5 separate regions of the Mus musculus genome follow, and all the other regions are linked to region 3. A link is a contact called in public HiCAR-type and HiChIP or PLAC-seq data. All regions are on one chromosome and are shown on one strand. Each heading gives the region's core, a stretch centred on a gene start, on an enhancer-like site or on the middle of the called end of the contact. The rest is flanking DNA. Distances are from core to core; before and after follow the strand shown. Region 1 has its middle 58 kb from the start of Gm52391. Region 2 has its middle 19 kb from the start of Gm52391. Region 3 holds the start of Vti1a (vesicle transport through interaction with t-SNAREs 1A). Region 4 overlaps Tcf7l2 (transcription factor 7 like 2, T cell specific, HMG box). Region 5 overlaps Gm31965 (a long non-coding RNA gene).

Evidence for each region. HiCAR-type assays count read pairs that join an accessible place to other places. HiChIP or PLAC-seq counts read pairs in DNA pulled down with a chosen protein or histone mark.
Region 1: a contact with region 3 is called in a FOXA1 HiChIP or PLAC-seq map of pancreatic cancer cells. The contact joins the enhancer-like site here to the promoter of Vti1a in region 3. A contact is called at or near these places in 1 of 39 promoter capture datasets (embryonic stem cells), 3 of 115 datasets of contacts at active chromatin or transcription factors (large pre-B cells, pancreatic cancer cells and pro-B cells) and 1 of 9 other capture datasets (embryonic stem cells).
Region 2: a contact with region 3 is called in a FOXA1 HiChIP or PLAC-seq map of pancreatic cancer cells. The contact joins the enhancer-like site here to the promoter of Vti1a in region 3. A contact is called at or near these places in 2 of 39 promoter capture datasets (the SN4741 cell line and embryonic stem cells) and 4 of 115 datasets of contacts at active chromatin or transcription factors (astrocytes, embryonic forebrain, large pre-B cells and 1 more).
Region 4: a contact with region 3 is called in a HiCAR-type map of astrocytes, with 2.2 times the contacts expected there. The contact joins the enhancer-like site here to the promoter of Vti1a in region 3. A contact is called at or near these places in 3 of 39 promoter capture datasets (the 3T3-L1 cell line, the SN4741 cell line and liver), 5 of 115 datasets of contacts at active chromatin or transcription factors (astrocytes, bone marrow-derived macrophages, large pre-B cells and 2 more) and 1 of 9 other capture datasets (adipose tissue).
Region 5: an H3K4me3 HiChIP or PLAC-seq map of embryonic limb bud shows a contact between it and region 3, with 7 times the contacts expected there. The contact joins the enhancer-like site here to the promoter of Vti1a in region 3. A contact is called at or near these places in 4 of 39 promoter capture datasets (the 3T3-L1 cell line, cranial neural crest, embryonic stem cells and 1 more), 1 of 15 datasets of contacts at CTCF or cohesin (the NIH/3T3 cell line), 14 of 115 datasets of contacts at active chromatin or transcription factors (SST interneurons, craniofacial prominence, embryonic basal ganglia and 9 more) and 1 of 9 other capture datasets (pancreatic islet).

The regions. Positions count from the first base shown.
Region 1 is chr19:55,994,465-55,997,164 of GRCm38.p6, reverse strand. No RefSeq gene overlaps it. Among named protein-coding and RNA genes, the nearest start is that of Gm52391, 58 kb to the right of the region's middle. Within about 2 kb of position 1,339, at least 19 of the 459 cell types and tissues checked have an H3K27ac peak or open chromatin away from gene starts, as enhancers often do. A contact at or near this core is called in pancreatic cancer cells, where this site is marked.
Region 2 is chr19:55,955,590-55,958,289 of GRCm38.p6, reverse strand. No RefSeq gene overlaps it. Among named protein-coding and RNA genes, the nearest start is that of Gm52391, 19 kb to the right of the region's middle. Within about 2 kb of position 1,354, at least 15 of the 459 cell types and tissues checked have an H3K27ac peak or open chromatin away from gene starts, as enhancers often do. A contact at or near this core is called in pancreatic cancer cells, where this site is marked.
Region 3 is chr19:55,314,693-55,317,392 of GRCm38.p6, reverse strand. Vti1a (vesicle transport through interaction with t-SNAREs 1A) reads right to left here and starts at 1,336. Exons shown (of 8, transcript NM_016862.4): 1 at 849-1,336. The coding sequence starts at 942. Zdhhc6 (zinc finger, DHHC domain containing 6) reads left to right here and starts at 1,357. Exons shown (of 11, transcript NM_025883.4): 1 at 1,357-1,597; 2 at 2,621-2,700.
Region 4 is chr19:55,836,202-55,838,901 of GRCm38.p6, reverse strand. All of the region lies in intron 5 of Tcf7l2 (transcription factor 7 like 2, T cell specific, HMG box), which reads right to left. Among named protein-coding and RNA genes, the nearest start is that of Gm31734, 94 kb to the right of the region's middle. Within about 2 kb of position 1,366, at least 116 of the 459 cell types and tissues checked have an H3K27ac peak or open chromatin away from gene starts, as enhancers often do. A contact at or near this core is called in adipose tissue, astrocytes and stem cell-derived neural progenitor cells, where this site is marked.
Region 5 is chr19:56,160,956-56,163,655 of GRCm38.p6, reverse strand. All of the region lies in intron 1 of Gm31965 (a long non-coding RNA gene), which reads right to left. Among named protein-coding and RNA genes, the nearest start is that of Gm31965, 7.2 kb to the right of the region's middle. Within about 2 kb of position 1,360, at least 13 of the 459 cell types and tissues checked have an H3K27ac peak or open chromatin away from gene starts, as enhancers often do.

The sequences.
Region 1 (2,700 bases), core at 90-2,589, 680 kb before region 3:
TTTTCCACCCTCCCAGCTTCCCAGGCACTAGGAATGAGGCCATTTACCCCAAGTTCCCACAGCACACCCACTTAACTCAACAGCCAAAACTCAGAGGAGAAGACAACCACACTGGAAATCACCCAGCAAATGGAACCCTTCCATGGTGTCCATGACCCTCGGCTAGGAAGGTCAGATCAGATACGGAAGTGTTTGATGAGGTTAGCCCATTTCTAACCCTTTATCCCAGCATGATAAAACTATGACCTGTTTTTAAGAAGTGAAGGTCATTCATGTACTGGTGTGCAGAAGGGCTCCCATTCCACCTAGGAGGCAGGAGCCACAGAACCTGCTGGAACCCTTATTTTCCCCTCAACCACCGTAAGAAGAAGCCTTTATCTGCTGAGCACTGATATGATCATTAATGACTGAGAGCCAGGAAGAAGTAGGGACCCGTGTTAATTAGAAGTCAGAGTGCGAAATGCTTAGAAGGAATGCATTTAGACCCTAAGTCTAAATAGGCTCGCTTTTCAGAACAGCCTAGACAGGAAGCAGACGTGTGCTCTTTCCTCTTTGGAGACCTAACTCTGAAGCCTTCCTGGGATCCTGTTTCTTCCATGGAGAGCCTATTGGTGAGTGGATCCCTGTGTCTAATATCCAGGGCACACATCTTCCACACTAGTACTTAGATAACACCATTCACTCATCTGTTTGCTTATCTGTCAAATCCCTCAGAGGATAATCAAAAAGAAAAAATTCAGTATACAAGAAAACTGACGCATGTGTGGTCATGACTCAAACTATGGTCACAACTGTCTTAGTAGGACCTATGAGCTTCCACAGATCACAACAAAATGGGCACCATGAATAGTTGAATATACTCTACCCAGATTTTTATATGCAGAGAGACTGTGTGTAAGTATGGGTGCACCACTGTGCCTGTGGCATGCATATACATGCACATATGTGTGGAGACCAGAGGTTAGCCTCCAGTTTCTCTTTCAAAAGCCTTGTTGTTGTTGTTGCTGTTGTTGTTGTTGTTGTTGTTGTTTTTGAGACACGTCTCTTACTAAGACCTGAAGCTGGGCTGGCTGGCCAGCAAGCAATCCCTTGATATCTGCCTATCTGTGCCTCCTGGCACTAGAATTACAAGTTTCCAGCATTTCCAGTTTCTGCTTGTTGAACTTGGGTCCCCGTGCTTGTAGGAATGCTTACTGAATGAGTCCTTTCCCCAGCCCTTGAACTCTGTTTATTTTAGAACCAACATTCGCTGACAAATCTCCCCACATCATCAGAGCATGGGCTTGTAGATGACTTGCCATCCCAGCTCCCCTTTGAGATCATCTGAGAGATTTTAAACATGTCTGTGTCCAGGGTCTTCCCCAGGGGTTCTGATTCATTGCTATGGGGTAAAGCCTGAGCACTCTCTAGCCTGAGCATTGTCTAGCCTGAGCACTGTACAGTCTGGGCTCTGTATAGCCTGAGGACTGTCTACCCTGAGTACTGGATTTTTCATTGTCAGTCCTAATCCTATCTAGAAGCCTTCTTCCCTGACTGGAGTGTATGTCTTCACATCCACAATGAGCTGATAAAAAACAGATTCTGATGTAGTAGGCAAGAGCCAGGATTCTGCAACTCTGACGATCACTCTGATGACGTTGAGGCTGCTGGTCTGAAGACCACATTTTGAGTAAAAAGGCTCTAAATTGGGTTTCCCAAACTTGTGACCATTAAACATATTGAACGAAAGGGTTCTTTTTGCTGAGGCGAGAGGAGGCCATCCTGGGTATTGTAAGATATTTAGAATCGTTACAACCAAAATGTCTCCGGGCCTTACAAAATGCCATTGGAGGAGGGGAATCACCCGCGTTCCACACACCCACCCCACCCCCACAATGAGAACCATCGCTATGGAGGACAGATGTTGAGTCCAGCATCCTGAAGTCCTCTACCTCCCAGCCCAAGGCTCCAGCAGACTCCCCTGTTAATTATCTCCCCACACTTATTTACCGACTTTTAAATGACTTAAGACTCCATCCTATTCCTTTCCAAGTGATCCCACCAATGCTTAGCGCTAAGAGATGCTGAAATTCAGATAGGAGAAGGAAATTAGCAGTAACTACAGGTATGTGCTCTCTTCACTTTTCAGTCCTCAATATAACCCTTCCGGGTAGGAAACACCCCATACGACACCTGAGATTAGAGAAATGAAGTCACTTAGCCTAAATCACACAACTGGTAAACAACAGAAACAGATGTAGATAGAAATAACATCCCTCTTCAGATTGTTTCCCACTGGAGCTTGTGAGCCAGAGGATATCCATGCTCCTGCCCCCTCCCCACAATGTAATGAGCACTGGACCAGCATCCGTGAAGAAGGACAACACAGAGAGAGTGGTCGGTTCTGCAGGACCAGAAGGGAGAAGGAAAGAGGCCTCCTGAAGGAGGTGACAAGTGACCTGAGTGACAAGAGGGATTCCTAATGATCAATTCGCTTGTAGGTTCTCCTCCCCCACTGAACTGTGAGCTTCTTAGGGGGATCATCTGTTGTTTGTGTTTCTCTCCTCAGTTCCTCACATGGTGCTGGGTATGCAGCAGGTGTTCAGTAAATATTTGGTGAATAAATGAGCAAGTCAAGCCGAGAGCAGCGCAGGTAAGCATACAGAGACCTATGGGCTTGCTGAGCGCTGGAGGAAGGGCAGATAGACATGGGGTGAAAGG
Region 2 (2,700 bases), core at 105-2,604, 640 kb before region 3:
TCCTCTACCTTCCTCCCTACTTCCTTACATCCCCTCTTCTTTCATCCCATCTCTCTATGGTCCTAGGCTACTCCCTCCCACACCACCTGCTTTCTCTCTGTCATCTTTGGGTCTTTGAACCTTCTGTGCCCCTCTCTGGCCCACTATGGCCACACCTACTTATCTTTGAGGTATCAATTCAGCTACCTCTTCCTCTAGGCTGAGAGAGTGCTCCCTGTTGGCTTCTCATGGCTCCCAATATCCATGAATGCTTGTTTCCCATTTTCTGGGAGGGCAGAGACCACTTCTTAACACCTATCATACATTGGAGTAGGTGGCTCAGGAAATAGGTATGGCTTGAAAAGATAAGTAGCAAGTTCTCAGGGACATGGAGCTAAAACACAAGGCCTCATATCTCCATCTATGAGTCCAGGTTCCTTCTTCTTTTAGTCATATACCTACTCCTTTGACAAACATCAACTGAGAACCTCCAGCAGCCTAGACCCTCTGCCAAGTTCAGGGCATTCAGTAGGACATTTCACTTCTACAGGACAGGAGCTAACACACAATGATGCAGGACCAGAGACCAGCAGCATGACCATGTGTGAGCTCATGGGCACCTTACAATGATGGGGATGGAGCTGTAGGACCAGAGACCAGTGTAAGTAAGCATAAGCTAATGGGCACCTTGAGTCAACCAAAGGAGGGAAGGCCTCTCTGGGGACGAAGCAGGAGGGAATTGACAAACAGTAGAAGAGCTGATTCTGTGAAGTGTCTCTGATAACTGGTACTCTAGGAAAGTGATAGCTGCTATCAGAGTCTGTAAACTGGTGAGACTGGAGCAGGGGAAAGATTCACTGTGATGTAACACATGGGCCAATAGGAGCATGATTTGGACGAGACCATAGAAGAGAGGCCAGTTCCTGTAGAGTCTGATGATCGTATATAGAGAGGTTCCGTTTGGGTCAAGCCGGATGGAAGTCCATTTTGTATTGTCAAGCTGACAGAATCTGGAATCTCCTTGGAGGAAAGCCTTAGGGCACACCCATGAAGGAATATCTTGATTAAGGTTAGCCTCTGAGAATGTCTGCGAGGGATTTTCTTGCTTGTGTAAATTGGTGTTGGAGATTCATCTTAATTGGGGATAGAATCATTCCCCTAGGTAGGGGATCTTAGACTGTATGTGATGAAGAACGCCAACCATGCATTACCAACCATGCATTAATAAACATGCGTGCCTTTCCCTCTGCTTCTCCACTGCCGGCACAGTATGGTCAGCTCCCTCAAGCTCTTGCTTCATTGACTTCCTCAGCATGATGGGACATCACCTGGAACTGAGAGCCAAAATAAACTCTCCCTTATGTTGTTTTGGCCAATATACTGTGTCATAGCAACAGGAAAAGAAAATAAGACAGGGTAATAGACTGGGAGGGACATGGTATGACTCATGGTTTTTTTTTTTTTTTTTTTTTTTTTAAACATTAGCCTATATACGATGTCGACTGTAATGGAGGGGCAAGCAGAAGCAGAGAGATCAGATAGGAAACTAGTCCGCCTGTCCAAGCAGAAGGTGATGTTGGCTTAGGCTGGGATAGGTGCTACAATGATATGGAAGACAGGATGGACCATGTAGGAAGGAATGATTGCTTGGATTTGTTAATGTTTCAGAGCATGGAACGGGTGGAAAATACTCCTGAGTTAGACATGGGGAGGTGCGGTGAAGAAGAGAAGTTGAAAAAACTGAAGGCCTGGAATGTCCTTTATCATGACATGGTGTCTTAGTCAGGGTTTCTATTCCTGCACAAACATCACTACCAAGAAGCAAGTTGGGGAGGAAAGGGTTTATTCGGCTTACACTTCCATACTGCTGTTCATCACCAAGGAAGTCAGGACTGGAACTCAAGCAGGGCAGGAAGCAGGAGCTGATGCAGAGGCCATGGAGGGATGTTCCTTACTGGCTTGCTTCCCCTGGCTTGATCAGCCTGCTCTCTTATTGAACTAAGACTACCAGCCCAGAGATGGTCCCACCCACAAGGGGCCTTTCCCCCTTGATCACTAATTGAGAAAATGCCTTACAGTTGTATCTCATGGAGGCATTTCCTCAACTGAAGCTCCTTTTTCTGTGATAACTCCAGCTGTGTCAAGTTGGCACAAAACTAGCCAGTACACATGGGAATAAGTACAGAATAGAAATTCCAAGACTGGTCATGATTTGTGCTCATTTCTAGATGCCCATCAGATCTGTAAAGGAAACACCTCGTCGTGGTTGGTCACAGAAGACTGAGATTCTGTGGGATTCTATAGCAGAACATACAGATTTGAGGAGCATTTGTTTTAGATAATATTAACATTATAGATCTAAGTCAGTTCACCTGGGGAGAGAATGTATAGAAAGAATGGTCTGCACTAAATGGTTATGTTTCCCCTTCCACTCTCTGCCTTCAAATTCGTGTGCTGAAGCCCTGTCCCTCTGTGTGAGGGTTTCAAGAGGCTGACTGTATTGCAATCTCAAGAGTGGAGCCTTAGGAATAGGATGAACACACTCCTGGAGGATAGGTGAGCCTGGTTCCTCTCCATCCAGGCTGTGTGAAGATGTAAGAACTCTGACAGCTGTAAGCAAAGACTTTACCCTCATCACACACAAAATATGCTAGGGTTCTGGCCATGGACTAAGCCATCATTTAAGACTTTCAACCTATAGTAATTTGTTACTGCACCCTA
Region 3 (2,700 bases), core at 87-2,586:
AAATCTGAGCCCTTAGAAAAGAAATGTCAAGAAAATCAGACAAGGCTCCCACCTTCCCACTGTTGACAACCTAGCATGCAGGGTAATACCTGGAGGATGCTGAATTGTAAAAGTGAGCAAAGTTGTCCTGTACGAAGTTTCATATAAAACTGGGTTATAGATACCCAAGAAAGATGAGAATCACAGAATCAGGGCAGAGGTCTGAAAAATAGGAATCCTAACAAGAGCTAAGACACAGGGCTTCACAGCTGCGTATCAGTTAATCTTCACAACCGCCCTGAGAGAGGTACGAGTCTCTCGAACCAAGAAGGAAGTTTTGAAGGATAACGAAAACTTGCCTAGGAGACAACTTCTAAGTGGCAAGGGTTAGACTTGAATTCAGGCATCCTAGCTCGTCATTCTAGTGTGCCACGAATAAGGATAACAGAATTATTGACTAAAACGACAACGCTGCTGCTGCATTTACAGATCCACAATCTTGATACTTTCACACAGTTCCTTTGAATACTCATATTTTACAAAAGATAAAAAAAGATAGAAAAAAAAAAAGAAAAGGAAAAAAGAAGAAATCAAGATGCAGAGCAATGTTTCCAAGGCTATACAAGCTTTTAAAAAGCGGTGGGGTAGGAAACAGGCGCCACCCCCCCAAAATGGTTTCCACGCAGAAGGTGCTTTGCATTTGAAGCACATTTAATGCCAATCACAACCTACTACCCAGAACGCACCCCTCCCCGGGCCGCCAGCACCACCCACAGCAGCCTCGCGCCAGCGAGCCCCGCGTGCCCAGGCGGCGTTCCGCGGCCCCCGGCTCTCCAGGCCGCCCCCGCCCGGCCGGGCAGGGTACTCACCGGGAGGGAGCCGAGGGACCCTTGCAATCTTGCTGGTGATCTCAGCAGTGAGCACTGCGAAGTCCTGCTCGTACCCTTCGAAGTCGGAAGACATGGCAGCTCGGGCACGGCCGGCCGGAGCCGGGTTCTAGCGCTCAGAGCGGGACTCGCCAAGGGCGCCCGGCCTCGGCGCAGGGACCCTGTGAAGAAGTCTCCACAGCACAGCGGGAACCGGGAACAACTCCCAGCCCTGCCGCTTCCTGGTTGCTCTACGCAGTCCTTGTCCTCCGGAAACTGCGCTGCCTGCGCCTTTTCCTTTCCACCCAAATCTTCGAACGTAAAACTAAAGAAAAAGTTCACTTTCGGTGACCCCTAAAAAAAAAAAAAGACTACGAAAGCCCACATGCTCTCGGGTATCACAGAATACACGTCCCCCACACTGCAGCTCCAGAGAAACGGCTGGAGCGCCCCCAAACTCTAAGTTGCAGGCGCGGGCTTTCCGAGGGAAGATTGACGCCGCGCACCGACCGGAAGTGGCTGTGGCGGAGCTTGCGCCGAGGACCCGAGCGGGAGGCTCACGGCGGCCGCGTGAACCAGAGACGCGCGGGTCCGAGTTCCCCGCGCAGGTCTCGCCGTCAGGGTTCGCATTCGGCTTGCTCAGACTGAAGCGCTCATGACAGAGCTATAAGGAGGAGAAAATCTGTTCCGCTGAGCCCGGGCCGTCCCGGAAATGCGATGGCTGTGGAGCGGGCACCGGAGACCAGACTGAGGTGGGAGTCACCGCAGGGGGTGCAACCCGCTTACGAGGCGGTCTTCGCCTCGACCTAGTCGACCCAGCATCTCCAAAATATCGAGCCCAGACCTCGCTTAATAAGACGTTTGTCCTGTGAGTGAAGATCCCAGAGCATCCCGCACCACTACATGGGCGGGAAACTGAGGCAGGCACCGACCGGGCTGGCGCATCTGCTCCGTGGGAATCCGTTACGCATACGTCATACCCATGTGTCATAGGTCTTTTCCCGGCTCATTTCACTCCATTCAGAACTCAGGTCTACAACTATTCCCCGTGCGTGCCTTCTTCCCTTCTCCCTCGGCCCCGGAGGGAATTATCCCCCCCCCCCCGCCCGCTTAAATCCACTCTGTGCTCGTTCTCGTGCACTGCTTCAGTTGTGATTTTTCGCGCACACACATGCGGCCTTCTCGTTTTAATCTCACCCTTCTTCCTGTACCTTTAACCCCGATCGATTGCTAATGTTGGCGCTTGGGAGAACAAGTGCCCAGTTATTAATACACAAAGTATTATATGCGTAGAGCATGTCACAGTTAATTCACAACTCGTTGGGAGGCAGTTTAGAACGTCCTAAAAAAGAAGTTTGGTGCTTCTATTCTGGACTTAGCTGTTACTTGTGACCTTGGTCGGTCGATATAATCACAGTCTCTCTAAGCCAGTTTCTGTTCTAGGAAGAATTAGATACGTGATAATTAGATAAGACCCTGCTTCTCAGCTCCCTAAGTCTTTGTTCTCTCTAACGATCCACTAAGCTAGGAGTAGTCGATCCTTTCTGGCACTTTGAACAGAAGAGGAAAACTGTTTAATATGTCCGGTTTTCGTGCACTTCAAGCTCGGACTGTATTCTGGATAGGTCCAAAGTAATTATTTTTGTTCTCGATAAGAGGTGAACTCCACACTAGTGTGCTTTCGAGGTGCTGAGTCAAGTGCTCCTTGGAGTTAAATATTAAATAAATGGCATATGGACTTTCTAAACGGAGTTTTCCCATCTTGTTTTCTTTAGGCTGTGTTTCAAATCAACCTATATTCTCCTGTGAGATACAGAGTTCTGGAGGCCACAACTGAAAATGACATACCCCACCT
Region 4 (2,700 bases), core at 117-2,616, 520 kb before region 3:
CGATACAGCAGGCTGGGCTGTTTGTTCCTCTAATCAACTAAGTTCAAGTGTGAATAGAACGCTGGCCTCCCTTTGTGCCTCCAACCTCCTCCAAGACAAAGTTACTTTTCTCCCTTTATTAAGCACTAAGTGTATTTTTACAAGGGAGCCTGAATCTTTAGTTTTGTTTTTGAAAATCCCAACCACTTGATCTGGGGGTGGGGGAGTGTTATTAAGTCCACTGAATCAGTTTTTAGGAACAGCAAAGGCTAACAAGACTTAACCAACTGAAAGCTAAAATTTAAATTGTTATCACAAATCATACTTCCTTCCCTAAACCCCACCCTCATAGCCACTGCAGCAGGTACCTACAGGCAGCAATCTCTGAAAGCTGATGTTGTGCAAAGCTACCATGCAGATTTAAGAAACAATGCCAAGCTATTGCTTGGCTCATACACATAAACCCCAAAGAGTGCCCGGGACAGAGGTGGATGGCACATAAAACAATCTACAATTGACATGTCATTTACTGGCATTTTTAATAGTTTCTTCTCTTTTCGTTTTTAATGCAGTTCTATCTTTCCATCTTACTCTCTCTAAGCAGTTCCCTAGCCAGCCTCGGACAGTAAACAGTTAATATTCCACTCTCCCCCGCTGCCTTGGAAAGCAAAGGAACAATTGAGACATTGTCCAGTGAACAAGACTCCCAGGGACGACATTTTTGTTTATGCCCCAGTTCTCAGACTGTCAGTTTCCACTGGGCACGTTAAAGCCTGACCCACACTACCGAAGGCTCGGGAGCTGAAAGGGCTCTGCTTCGCTTGTTTTAAAGCTTCAGAGTCTGTTTTTGATTCAAACCCCAAACTTCCCCTCCCCTGCACCCCGCCTTTTACCCCAGAAAGTTGCCTCCTAACTCCGAGACTGTGTTGCAATTCCTTCTTGGAATCCTTTGCCAAGAAAAGTAACAAAATATTTTTGAATACCAGTGTTTGCATGGTTTGGTCAAAACGGGTGGGAGTGGTTGGGTGGGTGGGAGGAGAAGGCCAGACAAGTGGCCCAGCCTTGAAAGCCAGGGTGTTTTTAACAGATTCTCAAAAAAAAAAAAAAAAAAAAAAAAAAAAAAAAAGCCTCTAAATTGGATATAGGTAAGTCGGGACCAACGATGAACTCAGGCTCAAGGTCTGGGAAGCGGAAAACATTTCAAAATCCAGAGAGTCTTCAAAACAGCCAAACTTTAGGCTCAAAAACATTATTTCTTCCCAGTCCAGGCCACTGCCTGATGCACTGCTGAAACTACAGCCCAAAGATCCCCCACTACCATCCTTAATAGATATGGGCACTGACAAGGGTGGGTTTTGTGGACTTGGGGCCTGCTTTATGACAGCCTACTCAACAGTGAGCCTGCTTCTTCTCTGAGGAGTGACATCACCAGCTTTCACTCCTGCAAGCAGCGTAGGCATCAAAAAGGCAGCCCCGCCATTCTGCACATAGACACTCTTTGCCATTGGCCCAAGGCTACCAATGGGAAGAAGTGCAGGAGTGTGCATACACTCAGGAGCACAGAGGTACTCTCACCTGGGCACACACATACACACACACACACACACAGGTGTACACAAACAGGTGTATATATTCATACACAGATACACACACAATTGTGCCACACAGTGGGCACACACACACAAGTGCACACGCAGCTGCACACACAGGTGTATATACACATACATGGGTACACAGGTGCATACACAGTTGTGCCTCACAGTGGGCACACACACATACACACCCAGGTGAACATGCAGGTGAGGACACAGGTGTACATATACATACACAGGTACATACACAGTTGTGCCACATACAGTGAACACACAACACACCGGTGTATACATACAGGCACACACAGACAGACAGCTATACACACACACACACACACACACACACACACACACACACGCCCAAAAGCATGAGTTCCACACAGGAAATGAGATTCCTGAAAATGGGACTCCTACCTCCCTGGATCCCCTCATTATTTGAATCAGAGACACGGCTTTTTGTCACAAACTGGCCAGGAAGCCTGCAGATGGGGTTGGGGCTACTACTGCCCTGGAGCACCACAGAAAGGAAGTCCGAGCTGCCTGGGTGACTTTACCCAAACCAACCGTAGAAAGCCACCTTTTCCACCCAGCCTTGTGCACCTCTCTTCTCTCTTCTTTCCAGCCCAGCCTCTGGCTAGAGTCCTACTGTGTGCTCCGTATGGGATTGGGGTACGTAATCTGCCACAGGTTCTAACTTGTCAAGATATTATTTTCACTTTATTATTTATCACTATATCCGGGTTTGGGTTGCGGCATTTCTCAGATTGCCAATTCGGATGTCTGTACCCGCTCATCTCATCCCTGCCTTCAACAGGATGAAAGCAGCTGGACTCTGCTGATCAAATCCACAAATGGAAGCTACCCGGCATCTCCCTTTGGACAGCCAGCACCTGCCCATCCGATGGCCATACTGGTAGCAGTCTTCCTCAATGATGGAAGGGGTCAGGCGCAAATAGAAAGACTGACCCTGCTAGGAATGGCCTGAAGGCTTCAGGTGCACTTAGAGCAGAAGCCATTTTAGCCCTGGTCATTGGATTCTCAGATCTTTCCCAAGAAACAGCGTTAGGGAGATGATGGGAACCCAAACCCAGGAAGCAGCCTGAGCTTGCTCCCCGGGCCTCCGCTCCCT
Region 5 (2,700 bases), core at 111-2,610, 850 kb before region 3:
TTTAAAGTTATTTAGACCTTGGGGATGAATAAGAATGTAAGGGTTGAGGCTTACTAGTGATGTGTTTGTGTGTCAAGTTGACACGGGCTCAATTGTACTGGCTAGTTTTGTGTCAACTTGACACAGCTGGAGTTATCACAGAGAAAGGAGCTTCAGTTGAAGAAATGCCTCCATGAAATACAACTGTAAGGCATTTTCTCAATTAGTGATCAAGGGGGAAAGGCCCCTTGTGGGTGGGACCATCTCTGAGCTGGTAGTCTTGGTTCTATAAGAGAGCAGGCTGAGCAAGCCAGGGGAAGCAAGCCAGTAAGGTACATCCCTCCATGGCCTCTGCATCAGCTCCTGCTCCCTGACCTGCTTGAGTTCCAGTCCTGACTTCCTTGGTGATAAACAGCAGTATGGAATTGTAAGCTGAATAAACCCTTTCCTTCCCAACTTGCTTCTTGGTCATGATGTTTGTGCAGGAATAAAAACCCTGACTAAGACAGTTTACTTTGTCTTCTCCACCTTAAAGCCTCAACTTTGACTACTTAAACATTGTCTTGGAAATGGTAAATCACTGGCCTAGCATGCATGAGGTCCTGAGTGTGGCCTCTGGCAGTGCAAGCATGAGAACACACACACAGACACACACACACACACACCTCTGCAAGGCATGTCCACTAGGCTCCCAACACTCACCCTAGCAGAGACCCCTGTCTCTAGTAGATGTCACTGGAATTAAATCATATCTAGGCCCTGGTCTCACCAAAGCTGCATGTGTGGAGACTGCCAAGGCTCCTCTAGTCCGGCCTGTGTGTGTGTGTTTTGTGTCTTGGCCAAGCTCACCTGCCACAGGCCACTGCCTCAGTCACTGGAAAAAAGTGCGGGTTCTATCTGAACAAAGATGAAAGTCATCACAGGTCCTATTGGTGCAGCTAGGCTTTCTTCAGTGTGAGCAGCTCAAAACTCTGGATTGTTGACGTGGATGTAGGTCTCTGTGCTCATGTTGTCCACTGAGTATTCCTGTGTATGTGCACGGCTCTTCCTGGCTAGCAGGAAGCACCAGAATTTTGGACTGATTTTCCTCCTCCATTAAAAGGCTGAGAAAACTCTTGGACTCTGGCTGGAAGCACAAGAATGGAACAGTTCACAGCTGCTTGCTGTGGGTTGTGTCCCCTGGAGCACCCTTTAAATACTTTCGGCTGGGCCACACATACATGACCTCTACAGTACAGCTCTCCACTTGTTGCCAGAGGCAGACCAGGTTGAGAGAAAGTGTGTGGCCACTGATCTTGCAGGCTGGCCACTGGTGAAGCTGCAATGCTGAAGGCTGGCGGGATGTCCTGGAAACTAAAGTCTGACATCTGGAGGCTATGTGTTTGTGTTCCAAGTGTTGGTCATCAGCCATGGTTATGGGAGGGAAGTGTCCTGATGGTTGAGGCTGGAGCAGAGAGAAAGGCAACGTACTACTAGTCTCATAGTCTCAGAAGACTGATAGTCCTAGGCCTTGCAAGCAGGGTCCTTACCTGGGTAAATAGAATTCTAGGATTGAGATTGTGAATGTAACTTGCTATGACAGATCTTTAAGCTACTCTCTCTCATCTCTGCTTGTTGTTTTCTCTGATCTCATTCCTCAGCCTTTTCCTCTACTTCTATGTGTCCAGAAAGAGGGAAGCAAGACTCCTTCTCTGAGCCAAGAAATATTTTCTTTCTTATAATTGATCTCCCGGCCTCAAATTGTTGGAAGACATATAAAAGAGATGTCTTGAAGGCGATAGGGAAGCACCCACATGCAGTCTTTATATGAGAGTGAAAACAATAGAAAATGTTCTTTCATCTCTCATGTTCAATATGAAGCAGATTCTTAATACAGATATATGATAACTGATAACATACACACACACACACACACACACACACACACAATGGTTTTAACCAATCCAGGGAGCCAAGTGATCATAATAAACGTGAATGGACCAAAGCTTTCATATTAAAAGATAAACTTTCACGTTGAATTTTAAAATACCCCATAGTAGCTGTGTGGTATTTAGAATAGATACTACCCTAAATAAAATGACATATGAAGGTTAAAAAGAAAGGAATGGTTAAAAGTATATCAGCTGCTTCTTCCTGCCACAAAGGAGAAGGGGAGTAGAGGACAAGCAGAATGGCTACTAGACCCATGCTCCATGCGCAAGAAACGGTGCTTCAGAAAAAAAGTGTGTTTCTTGGATCTATTCTCAAAGTAACCACGAGAGAAAGAATTTAGAAGACCAGGTCCCTGCTGGATTGCTAAGACAGATTCCACATTGTGTTCATTTCAGCCCCTCCACTTTCAGAAAGAATACATAGAAGTCTCTTGGGCATCTCATTCTTTCTTCTCTCTGCTTACGAAAGCAAAGATGTTAAATTAAAAACAACCCCAGAGTCTCCCTATGCTTATTCCCATTACCACCCCCAGAAAATAGCTTCAGGCTGGCCAGTTTGGAAAAGCTCCCAGGCAAGAGGTCAAGCATGGCCCCCAGATCTCTCTCTCTCTCTCTCTCTCTCTCTCTCTCTCTCTCTCTCTCTCTCTCTCTCTCTCTCTCTCTCTTACTTTTGAGAGATAAGATCTCACATCTCAACTATCCCAGGATGGCCTTGAACTCCTTACTTTGTAGGTAAAGATAACCTTGAACTCCCAATCCTCTTGCCCCCATCTCCCAAGTTCTTGGACTG